3 separate regions of the Mus musculus genome follow, and all the other regions are linked to region 2. A link is a contact called in public HiChIP or PLAC-seq data. All regions are on one chromosome and are shown on one strand. Each heading gives the region's core, a stretch centred on a gene start, on an enhancer-like site or on the middle of the called end of the contact. The rest is flanking DNA. Distances are from core to core; before and after follow the strand shown.

Region 1 (3,880 bases), core at 71-2,570, 120 kb after region 2:
ACAAAGGAGGACCGCGGCCGCCTTTGTCCTGCATCTGGCATCGGAGCGCCCTCGTCGTCACTGGCTTCTCCTTCCCCCGCCCCCAGCTCCCCCTGTCTCAACCCTGGAGTCTGCGTCAGCAGCCCCTCGCAGCCCCGCCGGCCCCAGGTAGTCCCTTCGAGAGCACCGGAGGCCCCGGTGGGTGGCCGGGCCCGCCGAGCGCCATTTCCACCCGGAGCGCGTCCCGCTTTCCCGGCTCGCTGAGCTCCCCACCCTCATCCCTACCGGAGAGCTCGGATCTCCCGCCCGCACTCTCTCCTGCCGGACACTTTCCCGTAAGCCGGAGGCGACAAAGTAGCCCGAGCGGGGGAAAGGCGGGAAGGCGACCCGACCGCTACCGGCCCCCAAGATGGCGGCAGCCGAGCGGCGGGGGAGAGCGAGCGAGCGGCCACTCCGCGTTCCCTCACCCGCTCCCGGGCTCTTCGTCCTTCTCCCGACTCCGCTGTCGGCACCGCCGGCCCAACCTACCCCCCCTTCTACTTCAGATACCCTGTGGGGCGTAAGCAACGCCTACACCGACGCTCGCGCGGGTCTGGTCGCGGGCAGGGACGCCTGGCTCGCCCGCTGCTGAGCGCTCGCCACAACGGTTCGGCTCCCTCGCTCCCCTCAACCGTCTCCCGCCGCGCCAACCGCTCTAGGAGCTGCGCAGCCGAGCGACTGCCGAGGGGGGATGGGAGGGGGGCGAGAGAGAGGGAGGGGGCAGGGCCGACTGCCCAGGCCCACCCCCTCTCTGCCGCGCTGCTCTCGCGATACTTGAGTGACAGCGTGGTCTCCCAGGGGGCGGGGCGCAGCGCACCTGCGCACTCGGGACCTGCCCGGTTGCCACCGTGGTGGGCGTGGAGTCGCAGCGAGTGGGCTGTGGCGGACTCCGTTGGCTCCCGCCGACCGACCAACCCTCTGAACCCCGGAGCTCACGTTTGTCCCTCCCCACGGGCCTCTGAGGAGCCGTGGTCACGCGGTTTGCTAAGTTTCTTATCTGCTCCACTGGGAATAGATCCCACAAAGGCCCCCGCGCGGAAGGAGCCACGTGGTTTCTGTCACCCCGCCCCCCAACCCGGGGACGGCTTTGCTGGTCCACCATATTTGCATTATGCAATCAGAAAAAAAGATGAATGTTGCGCCTGCGAAGATACAAAGCGTCTAAACCCAGCAGGATTCCCGTCCTAGCCTGGGGCATCCCCTTTGTTCCCCTGCGTAGGCAGCCTTGGCGCCTTGATTGGTTTCCTACCTGCCAGGTTCGGTTTTTCTCTCCATTAAACCCGGGTGACGGGTCTGTGGTTCACGGCAATAGACTTTATCTAAGTAAGAGTTTGGTATTCCTAAAAATTGTGCTCGCAGGAGACACCTAAAAAAACCGCATGTGGAGGTTCTGTCGTGCTACCAAGATTGCTCCCGACCCGTTTATGGCTTTTTTAAAGTTGTAACACAAATTGCACATGGAAAGGCTGTGGGAAGGTGGAGGGCCACCCTGGTGTTGAGAGACTTGGGAGAGCAAAGCTAATTAAGGTGGGTACGGACAGCAGAGGGCGAAAAGAGGCCGGGCTGGACAGACTAAGGCTGTGAACGTGGATGGGGCTGGGTTGGAATCACCCTTCAGTGTGCATCCAAAGATTTCTTTGTGCTACAAACACTGGGAAGTCCATGTGGAGTGGAGTAGTGGCAGTGTGGAAGGTTGGATTTGATTTACTATGAATTTTTATTTATGTTTATACTAGAGCCAAGAGGCCAATGACTTTCTTGTATGGAAACTTGTATTTCACGGCTTTAATTCATCTTCAAACCTACTTGAAAGTCTTTAGTACTCTACTGATTTTATAGCCCAAAATATCCTTCAGAGAAGGGGGGGGGGGCGCAGTGTGCTTATACTTACAGACAGGAAAATCAAAGTATGTTCTAGAAGCCGTCATAGCTCAGGTTTATTAAGTACTTCCTGAAATGGCATGGTAAGCAGTTCCTTGTCTTTGTTCTTGGGTAGCCAAGGATGTCCTTGAACTCCTGACCCTCTGTGTCTCCATAGCCTTACAAAGTGGTATTTCACAGATGCAGTCCCTAGTCCCACAAGAGTGAAAATAATTACACTTGATAACACTAAACTCTTTTATGTGGTGACAAGTTAGTGGCTTACTGGCCAGACACTTGCTGAAGCTTGGTTATTTTATTGTTACTTTAATCCCCTAAAGTTACCCCACCCCCTCCTTTTAATAGCTGGGGGTTGATTTAGAGCCCAAAGTATGTTCTCTTTTTTAAAAAAGTAACTGGTTTAGCTGGGTAGTGGTGCACACCTTTAATCCCAGCACTCGGGAGGCAGAGGCAGTTGGATCTCTTTGTTGGAGGCCAGCCTGGTCTTCAGAGTGAGTTCCTGGACAGCCAGGGCTACACTGAGAAACACTGCCTCTGGGCGGTGGGGTGGAGGGGGTAACAAACCTAAAGGGAACTGGCTTATTAGCAGTACTCCAAGCTGAACTCTTAGGATGAAACCTTCCCAGGGCCTTTCTTCTATTGGGTTTTAATTACATGGCTCCTTTACCTTTCACTCTTTCAACATGATTGGGTAGGTGGAATTCTGTAATCCCTTTTCCTCTTCCCCTGGAATTCAGTCTGCTTACAGCATGAATGAATTTGGCATTCTTTGCACACACTTTGTGTGGTTATCGGCCACAATCCTCAATTCGTTTTGATGGCTCTAATGTATGACTTTTCAACCAATGCTGACATTTCTTTGGAGGCGTGTCTCTGTCATTTCTTTGGAGGCGTGTCTCTGTCATTTCTTTGTGGTGAGTGCCGGTTACCACTATGAAGATTTAGGTCTTCAAATTAGTACTCCAGGCCTTTTGCCCTTTTGTTACAGCAAGTAGGGAAGTTTTCATTTAAAGAGGCATTTGACCATGGTAAAGGTAATTTGTATTAGCTTCTTAGTTTACTAATTTTCCTTAAAAAAAAAAAAAAAAAAAAAAAAAAAAAGAACCTGCTCCTTCCTCACCCAGTTGAATCCTGTTGTAAAGCTTGGTGTGATTGGACCCTGCTGTTCCGGGGATGCCTACAGAATTGTTTCCAGATTGATCTCTAAGGAATTGTTTCCATGGAGACGGTTACAACTCGGGGCTCCCAGCTGCTTTTTTCACCTCCCCTCTCTTTTTTCCTTGCCCCCTCTCCTTTCCCCACTTCCTCCCCCCCTCTCTCTTTCATGTGCTCTCCTGTTAGAATAGAGGTCAGAGGGACCCTGAAGTCCATCTTTGTTATAGTGTATAAAGAGAAAAGATGAAGCAGGAGAAGGAAATGGAAATGCCCACAGCTCCTGGAGGAAAACAATCCGAGGCTCAGTCACCCTGCGTCACTCCATCAGAATAAAGGGAGTAGGAAAATTCCATGCAGGACCTTCGGGGAAATGAAAGAAATTGAGAGTGCATTCTCTTGGGGGCAGACAGAGCACATTAGCTAAAAAGTAGTCTACCGTCGGTGTTCATAGATCCCTAATGATACTGCAGATCATTCTGCCTGCATGAAAACAAGCCAAGAACAAAACAGTCCACAGCATTGTATTGGAGTTGTGTCTAGTCTGTGTTTAAGGGCTTTGGAACATCAACTCTGACAGGGCTTTGTGAAGGATTCCTTCTTTGGCTTATGAACTAAATATCTGATGACTTTAAAAGAGCGAACACCTTCTTCACATAGCCACCACTGTTTCTCGACAAGGCTTTCAAAGATTTCATTTTCGAGAGTTTGTTAAAATTACTTCCCTGGTAACTATGGAAACGAGAAGACCTCATCTAGTATGATACTAAGTAGACAAATGGTACCTAACAGCAGGAGGCCCGGAACCCAGTCATTCTCCATATTTGAG
Region 2 (4,264 bases), core at 634-3,133:
TCTTTCTCTGTTTCTGTCTCTCTCACTTGATTAATAGCTCCATTTTTTTTTCTTTATTTAAGTGTCCACATCAGTTAAAACCTTCTGCTGAAATCCATCTCTGAACAGCATAGGTTTCTTTTTTTTTTTTAAAGATTTATTTATTTATTATATGTAAGTACACTGTAGCTGCTCTCAGACACTCCAGAAGAGGGAGTCAGATCTCGTTATGGATGGTTTTGAGCCACCATGTAGTTGCTAGGATTTGAACTCCAGACCTTTGGAAGAGCAGTCAGGTGCTCTTACCCACTGAGCCATCTCACCAGCCCCAGCATAGGTTTCTAAAGCAGCTGATTTTGCTCTGGGTCTCCACATTCTGTATAACTTTAGAAAGAAAGAAAAACAAAAACAAACTGTTTTTGCTGGGCTGTGGTGGTTCATGCCTTTGATCTCAGCACAAGAGAAGCAGAGTTCTGCAGATCTCTGTGAGTCTGAAGCCATCCTGGAGTACAGAGCTAATTCTAGGACTGCCAGGACTACAAAGAGAAATCCTGTCTGGGGGGAGGGGGGGGCGGGGGAGAGGGAGAAAACAAAAACAAAAAACAGTAAACTCCAACTGTCCAGGACATGGTCTCTCTCTCTCTCTCTCTCTCTCTCTCTCTCTCTCTCTCTCTCTCTCACACACACACACACACACACACACACACACACACACACCCCTTTAATTCCAGGCCTGGGGAGACAGAGGTGGGAGGATCTGAGTTTGAGGCCAACCTGGTTTATAAGGAGCAAGTCCCAAGAACTCTGTGCTGGGATCAAAGGCACTCGCCACCACTGCCTCATGCTTCTCCTTTCTTTAAAAGATGCAGGAGCTGGACCTGAGGCCAATCCTCCCCTGGCTTCTGCCGGTTAGGCTCACTTACCCGCTCCTGTGGGATCCTCACTCCTCATCTTGGCGCCAGCTTCAGGTCCCCGATTTGTGTGGACACTTGAACCACTCCTGCTTACTACACCAGAGAGAGGCGGGAGAGCGCATTCTAAGAAAAACCTGGGTTATGGGGGAACAGAAGTCACAAGCATCTTGTCTCGTTTACTTGGAGTTTGCTCAGAAATCTCAGAGCTTCAGTCACAGAGCATGTCTATAGATGATGGAGTTCCAGAACAGCTAGGGACGTAATAGGGAGATGTGTCTCAAAAAAGAGGAAGGGGGGCAAGGGACTGTGAAGATTGTGCCCCAGTTGAGAGCACTGGTTGCCAAGTTGGAGAGATGGCTCAGTGGCTAAGAGCAATTGAGTGCTCTCCCAAAGCTCCTTAGCAACCACGTGGTGGCTCCCAGCCATGACAGAGCACTCAGATACATAAAATTCATGAATGAATCCCAGCACTTGGGAGGCAGAGGCAGGCAGATTTCTGAGTTGGAGGCCAGCCTGGTCTACAGAGTGAATTCCAGGACAGCCAGGGCTACACAGAGAAACCCTGTCTCGAAAAGAAAAAAAAAAAAAAAACCAAACAAACAAAAAGAGTTAGATTCTCTAGAATTGGAGTTATATCTAGTTGTGAGCTGCTGTTTGGGTGTTGTTTGAGGACCAAACCCAGGTCCTCTAAAAGAGCAGGCAGTGCTCTTAACTGCTGAGCCAATGTGGTCCTCTCCTCCCCCACCCCACATCCCCCAGAGGCTGATGGCCACTGACCACTAGGACAAACAGCAGAGTTGAAGGTAAGAATTCAGATAGCCAGTGAGGACAATGGAAACGACAGACTTGTGGGATCAGCTTACTAGAAGCAGGTGGACCTTATTCAGGGTGAATCAAGGCCTATATAGTTTTGGGGACAGGGGTAGGGATCTCTAGGGTAGGTATGTGTCCTTGGCTGGAGTTTTGGGTAGGAGGAATGCCTCATTTGCATGGAGAGGCATTTCAGGAATTCCAGGGGCTGGCTGGACAGGTTCTCATTGGGAGGAAGGAAGTGGTGTAATCTCACCAAGGCTCTAGGACATCTTGCAGGTAAAGGATGGGGGGGTGGGTCAGGCTCCCTAGATCAGGAAGAGAAGGGCAAGTCCCCCTAAGGAAAAGGGGTCCTTCCTCTTGCCCAGAGATCAAGAGAGCTGTCTATTCAGGGAGTACTGCAACCTTCTACAGCAAGTCCCAAGAGCCAACTCTTCAGCCCCTCGTTTCATTAATTTATTTACTCATTTATTTATTTTGCTAGAAATCAAACCCAGGGCCTTGCACAGAATGGATATGTGGCTCATCAGTCAGTTACACTCCAGAGACCAGCAGATCTAGTGTACGGGCAGTAAGCATACAGACTATCATGGTCAGTAAGAATGTGGTCTCTGCTCTCCTATACTCCAGTGAGAGAGGCAGACCTTAAGTAACCATAGAAATATTGGCCAACACGAAAGTAGGGTTCCGAAGCCGGGCGTGGTGGCACACGCCTTTAATCCCAGCACTCGGGAGGCAGAGGCAGGCGGATTTCTGAGTTTGAGGCCAGCCTGATCTACAAAGTGAGTTCCAGGACAGCCAGGGTTATACAGAGAAACCCTGTCTCGAAAAACCAAAATAAAAAAAGAAAGAAAGAAAGAAAGAAAGAAAGAGAGAAAGAGAGAAAGAGAGAAAGAGAGAAAGAGAGAAAGAGAGAAAGAGAGAAAGAGAGAAAGAGAGAAAGAAAGAAAGAAAGAAAGAAAGAAAGAAAGAAAGAAAGAAAGAAAGTAGGATTCCGAGAGATCTTAGTGCATAGTGATGATCTCAGATCGTTAGACTACTAGGTGATCTACTAGTAGACTACTAGCTACTTACTAGTAAGCTCTGGGCCTTTAGTTCTCCAGAAATAGCAATACTAGTTTTGATTGTCTTTGGCCTTGAATTGGCAAAGCCTTGTGAACAGAACTGACTCAGAGTCTTAAAGCTCTAAATCCTGAACACAAGAGAGATTTATGGCTCCAGGCCTTAAAAGCCAAAGATTTACAAAGCTCCAATGTTCAGGTTAGAGTTTGCTATCCCGGCTTCCAATTGTGGGGAGCCCTTATTAGTGACACCCTCAGCAGAAGCTACCATGAGCAGAAGTCAGTTCTTCACCTGCTAGTGTTACAGCCGAGCCCCGGCATCAGAACCCTCCAGGCTTGCTAGCTAGTACTGCAGCTTTCTACACACCTTGAGGCCAGGGACTCACCTCGGCTGAGCTCCCATGAATCTTTTCTGCAAGAAGAGCCTGAGTTTTCTGTCCTGTCTTCAGAATCTGGGTGCTCCCCCAATGCTGGCAGGAATTTATTATCCCAGTTATCAGACTTCTTAGGAAGTTGTCTGCCATCCCATACCCAAACCACACAGCCACTGAGCATGCAGAGGAAGCCTCTTCCACGACCTCTGCCATGACCAAGGGTGCACAGCTACACAAAACTTGCTCCAGAAACCCTGGTCACCTCCCCAGGAGCATAAATAACCCCCTTTCCCCTCCAATAAACTGAACCAGGTCTCAGAAGCTGTTCCCAGGTTTGTGTCTTGCCCAAGCATTCTTTGCTGACCGAGATCCAGCACTGCACCCACCCCCACCTGGTTAAGCTTCCCTCCCTCCCTCCAGCTCCATGCACAATGGGCCTGGCTACCCAGGGCGGGGTAGTGGGGCAGGGAGTGGACACAGAGGGGCGTCTAGCACCCAAGGTGGATTTAACAGGACCTCCTGTGCGAGCAGGAGATAGGTGAGTGCCCTGGCCATCTGGCATTAGTCCAAAGGCCCTAAACCTCCTCACACTGAGGGCTGGCACTATCTTTTCCTTTTTTTCTCTTCTCTTCTCTTCTCTTCTCTTCTCTTCTCTTCTCTTCTCTTCCTCTTCCTCTTCCTCTTCCTCTTCCTCTTCCTCTTCCTCTTCCTCTTCCTCTCCTCTCCTCTCCTTTCCTTTCCCTTTCTTTCTTTTTGTTTTTTTTTTTTGAGACAGGGTTTCTCTGTGTAGCCCTGGCTGTCCTGGAACTCACTCTGTAGACCAGGCTGGCCTCAGACTCAGAAATCCGCCTGCCTCTGCCTCACGAGTGCTAGGACTAAAGGTGTGTGCCACCATGTCCAGCTCTCTTCTCTTCTCTTCTCTTCTCTTCTCTTCTCTTCTCTTCTCTTCTCTTCTCTTCTCTTCTCTTCTCTTCTCTCCTCTCCTCTCCTCTCCTCTCCTCTCCTCTCCTCTCCTCTCCTCTCTTCTTTCTCCCTTTCTTTCTCCCTTTCTTTCTTTCTTTCTTTCTTTCTTTCTTTCTTTCTTTCTTTCTTTCTTTCTTTTTCTTTCTTTGTTTTAGATTTGCAC
Region 3 (3,856 bases), core at 1,145-3,644, 110 kb before region 2:
GACTATGACCAGGAAAAAAAAGAAAAGAAGAAAGATAAATCAGGTATATTTACTTTAAAATACTTTGGCTTTTTTGTTTTTGCTGTTTAAGTTTTAAAGCAGGTTGGTTTTTTGATTTTTGTTGTTTTGAGAAGTATGCCACCATACCTGGCCTAAAAATGTATCTTCTTAAAACTGAAAACATGGGAAACAAGATATATTCTACTTGAAGCTCAGTACAATTAAATCCCCAGCACCACAAAGGAAGGGAGGAAGCTAGGGAAGGAGGATTCTCTCTAATAAATTAGTGTTCTATAAAACATAATTAAACCAACTTTAATTATGGGCATGGTGGCACACACCTTTAGTCCCAGCATTTGGGAGGCAGAGGCAAGCAGATCTGAGTTCAAGGCCAGCCTGGTCAAAATAGTGAGTTCCATGACAGCCAAGACTACTGGCTACACAGACAAACCTAACTGAAACCCAAAAACCCAGAGGAAAAAAGATAAACTTAAGGCATTTGAAAACTATAAGCTGGGTGTGGTTGCTCATGCCAAAGGACTGCTGCTAATAAAGACTGTATATCAAAGGCCAAACACAAATGGTAAAGTGTAGTGGAAGACTTAAATGGCAAAACCCCTTAGTAAACTAAAAAAAAATTAGACACAAATAACAAAACAAAAACAAAGAGCCGGGCGTGGTGGCACACCCCTTTAATCCCAGCACTTGGGAGGCAGAGGCAGGAGGATTTCTGAGTTCGAGGCCAACCTGGTCTACAAAGTGAGTTCCAGGGCAGCCAGGGCTACACAGAGAAACCCTGTCTTGAAAAACCAAAAAAAAAAAAAAAAAAAAAAGTGTTCAAATTGCTGGATAAGTGGGGTTTTGTTTTTGTTCCTGAGTTAATTTTCAAAAGTATCTTAAAAACTAAAGGGTATATCATTTCCAGTCCAAGGGTTCAGTTGCCTGACCTGGTTGTGAGACCGCAGTGGCTGTAAACTGAGTAGCCCATGGTGGATTCTTCTGTCCTCCAAACTGAGCCATGATGCAAGGGGGGGAAAACTTTCACTTGTTTCCCTTCTATAGCAGATACCTATAAAGGATATAGGAAAAGGCTAGTTTAGAGAAATCATTGATATATTAAAGACACGTTCCAAACAAGAACCAACCGAAGTGTGCAACAGAACATTTGAAATAAAACGCACAACCAGCCTATCAACAGATCACTTGTGCATACTCTATTTAAAAGATATCCTTGGGGCTGACTTAAAGGAACTTCCTTCAGTAACTACAAGGTCATTTCCTAAAAAGGTCTGCCCGAGCTTAGTGGCAAAGCCTTTAATCCCCTCCCAACCCATCCCTCCAGAGGCAGAGTCAGGCGGATCTCTATAAACTCCAGGCCAGCATGATTTATATGACATTACAAACCAGCTAGGGCTAGATACAGAGCCTCTCTCTCTGGGGACAAACGAACTTATAGACGCAGCAAGTACAGCCTGCGTGTTTCTTTGGGCGATGGTCTGAGGTCCTGCAGTGGGGTTAAATCAATAACGGAAACTGCGTCGAGACCCCCCCTCCCCCATAAAGGTATTGGCAGATACCATCTCAATAACGAACATTACTTTAAGGGCTAGGAAGTCACTATGGCCTTTGTCACCCTAGTCTCCACTCCGGGAGTGGGGAGGCAGTTGGGAGGACGCGCGGCTCCAAAAGAACCACTGCGAAGACCCCGGCTCAAAAACCCAAGAGAAAAGGAAAAGATGGGCCTGGCATCCCGGGGTGAGGACACTCATCTTCCTCCCACGCGCCGGCCGTGAAAGATGGAAGGCAGCGCCCCAGGCCGCGGCCACTGGGGCCCGCGGGTCGTCGCAGTCCCCGAGGTCCCCGGGCCGGTCTGAGAGAACCTCCAAGCGCTGGAAACGCTCGCCGCCGCCGCCCGGGGCCGGGTCTCAGCGGCGGGGCAGCGCGGGCCGGAGGACGCACGGCCTCCGGCCTGGCCCGGCCCAGTCGAAGGGGCGCAGGCCGCACCTGAGGGGCCTGGAGCCGCTGCGCTGGGGGCAGGGCGCGGCGCGTGGGGCCTACTCCGACCCGCACAAAAGGGACCGCGTCCCTCGCCCGCCGGCCCCGCGGCGTCCGCCATCACACACCCACCCGCCACCGCCACATCACTCGCTCCCTACCCCTCCGCTGACCGGCTGCCAACGAACGGAAGCAACCCGCCGCGGCCTCCCACCGCGCCACACCAAAACACTGACCAGACCTTCACCTGAGTCTGGCCCGGGTTAACCGAGAAGCCATTTCAAACCCGTCAAGCTCAGGCGCATGCGCAGACTGCTTTCCCCTCCAACCCCCCTGCCTACGCCGCACCGCCTCCCGGTTCCGAGAGGAACGGGCGCGTGCGCGAAAAAAGTTCGGCGTGCGCGCTCCCCGCGAGTGCGTTCACTGGGGAGCGAGAGCGAGCCTCAGCCGGGTTACCTTGACTTCGCTGAACAATGAGCTGGCTGTCGCTCGCCTGCTCTGAGGCCAACGCTGTCCTTCCCTGGGAGAGAGAGGGAGAGCGAGCGGCAGTCACGTGGTCCGGCCGGTGTCGCCGCCGCCATCTTGTGGTCCCTCTATTCTTGTTTGGAACATGTTTGGAAGAATAAGCCTGTAAGAACTTCGTTGTTAGCGGGCAGTGGTGGCGCACGCCTTTAATCCCAGCACTCGAGAGGCAGAGGCAGGCGGATTTCTGAGTTCGAGGCCAGCCTGGTCTACAGAGTGAGTTCCAAAACAGTCAGGGTTATACAGACATATCCTGTCTCGAAGAACAAAAAAAAAAAATTTTTTTTTGTTTACATTCTTTTCATTTTTAGAGGGTTTTGCCTCCATGATTTATGCGCACAGGTGTGGGCTTGGTGCCCCTGGAGCTGAGAAGACGACAGATCCCCCGAAACTAGAGTTCCTGACCGGTGTGAACCACCCCGTGGGTGCTGATAATCAATCCCAGGTCCTGAGAACAGAGATTAGTGCTTTTAACCGCAGTGCCATCTCCTCGGGATTAAGGCTGGAATGTGTAAAAGCGAACAACTGAGTGGATTTTAATACACTGAGTGCAGGCCATCATCACCCCTAGTATTTGAAGACCCTACTGAAAAGAAACAGCTGGAGGATTTGGGGGGCGAGAGGGAGTGGAAAGGTTGGGGGATGGGGGAAGTGCACACCTCTAATCCCAGCGCTCAAGAGGCAGAGGCAGACACAGCCAGGGCAACACAGATAAACCCTGTCTCAAAAAATGAAAGACAGAGCTATTATTAAGTCATTTTCTAATTTTGTCCTACACCTGCTGGTGACATCTAGTCAAATTCTCAACATGAAATAGCTTATGCTAGGAATCCCACATAAGATTAGCTGAGCCAAGCATGATCAGGTGGTGACCTGTAATCTAACACTTGGGAGGGAGGGGAAGGGAGGATCAGGAGTTCAAGGCCAGCCTGGACTGTGTAACACCTTATCTCATCAAACCCAATAGGATAAAATATATAGCTTTTTCTGTGGTTCCTTGTATTTTTTCCCTTAAATTTTATGAACACAGGATCACATAGGTACACGTTCTTTAATATTTTTCAAACCACAAGGGTCCTTTCTCCCACTTAAGTAAAACTTACAGAAGTTGGGTAAAATGTAACTCCTTTGTCCTTACTAATTCTGTCCTGACCTTCAAACTATTAGAATATAGTCATCACACTATAGTAATTTGTAAAAATTCAAAACAGCGTGTGCCAGGTGGCCCAGCAATAAGAGGGACAAAGTGAGAAAACTTAAATCTGAGATACCTTATCAAAAAAAGTTCTGGGGGCTGGAGAAATGGCTCAGCGGTTAAGAGCACTAACTGCTCTTCCAG

Evidence for each region. HiChIP or PLAC-seq counts read pairs in DNA pulled down with a chosen protein or histone mark.
Region 1: a contact with region 2 is called in an H3K27ac HiChIP or PLAC-seq map of embryonic stem cells, with 16 read pairs. The contact joins the promoter of Pbld2 here to the enhancer-like site in region 2. A contact is called at or near these places in 3 of 39 promoter capture datasets (the C10 cell line, cranial neural crest and hematopoietic stem and progenitor cells), 2 of 484 Hi-C or Micro-C datasets (embryonic stem cells and natural killer cells), 7 of 115 datasets of contacts at active chromatin or transcription factors (bone marrow-derived macrophages, embryonic stem cells, extraembryonic endoderm stem cells and 1 more) and 3 of 9 other capture datasets (adipose tissue, liver and pancreatic islet).
Region 3: a contact with region 2 is called in an H3K27ac HiChIP or PLAC-seq map of embryonic stem cells, with 10 read pairs. The contact joins the promoter of Ccar1 here to the enhancer-like site in region 2. A contact is called at or near these places in 7 of 39 promoter capture datasets (the 3T3-L1 cell line, the HPC-7 cell line, the SN4741 cell line and 4 more), 8 of 484 Hi-C or Micro-C datasets (the AML12 cell line, CD8 T cells, the HPC-5 cell line and 4 more), 3 of 115 datasets of contacts at active chromatin or transcription factors (bone marrow-derived macrophages and embryonic stem cells) and 3 of 9 other capture datasets (adipose tissue, liver and pancreatic islet).

The regions. Positions count from the first base shown.
Region 1 is chr10:63,023,192-63,027,071 of GRCm38.p6, forward strand. Pbld2 (phenazine biosynthesis-like protein domain containing 2) reads left to right here and starts at 1,321. Exons shown (of 10, transcript NM_026085.2): 1 at 1,321-1,545. It overlaps Hnrnph3 (heterogeneous nuclear ribonucleoprotein H3), which reads right to left and starts at 658. Exons shown (of 10, transcript NM_001079824.1): 1 at 529-658.
Region 2 is chr10:62,901,133-62,905,396 of GRCm38.p6, forward strand. The region is part of intron 2 of Gm51805 (a long non-coding RNA gene); the gene reads left to right. Among named protein-coding and RNA genes, the nearest start is that of Gm26479, 9.8 kb to the left of the region's middle. RefSeq lists a cis regulatory region at 1-4,264. Within about 2 kb of position 1,884, at least 23 of the 459 cell types and tissues checked have an H3K27ac peak or open chromatin away from gene starts, as enhancers often do. A contact at or near this core is called in embryonic stem cells, extraembryonic endoderm stem cells and trophoblast stem cells, where this site is marked.
Region 3 is chr10:62,789,974-62,793,829 of GRCm38.p6, forward strand. Ccar1 (cell division cycle and apoptosis regulator 1) reads right to left here and starts at 2,395. Exons shown (of 25, transcript NM_026201.3): 1 at 2,243-2,395; 2 at 948-1,069. The coding sequence starts at 1,020.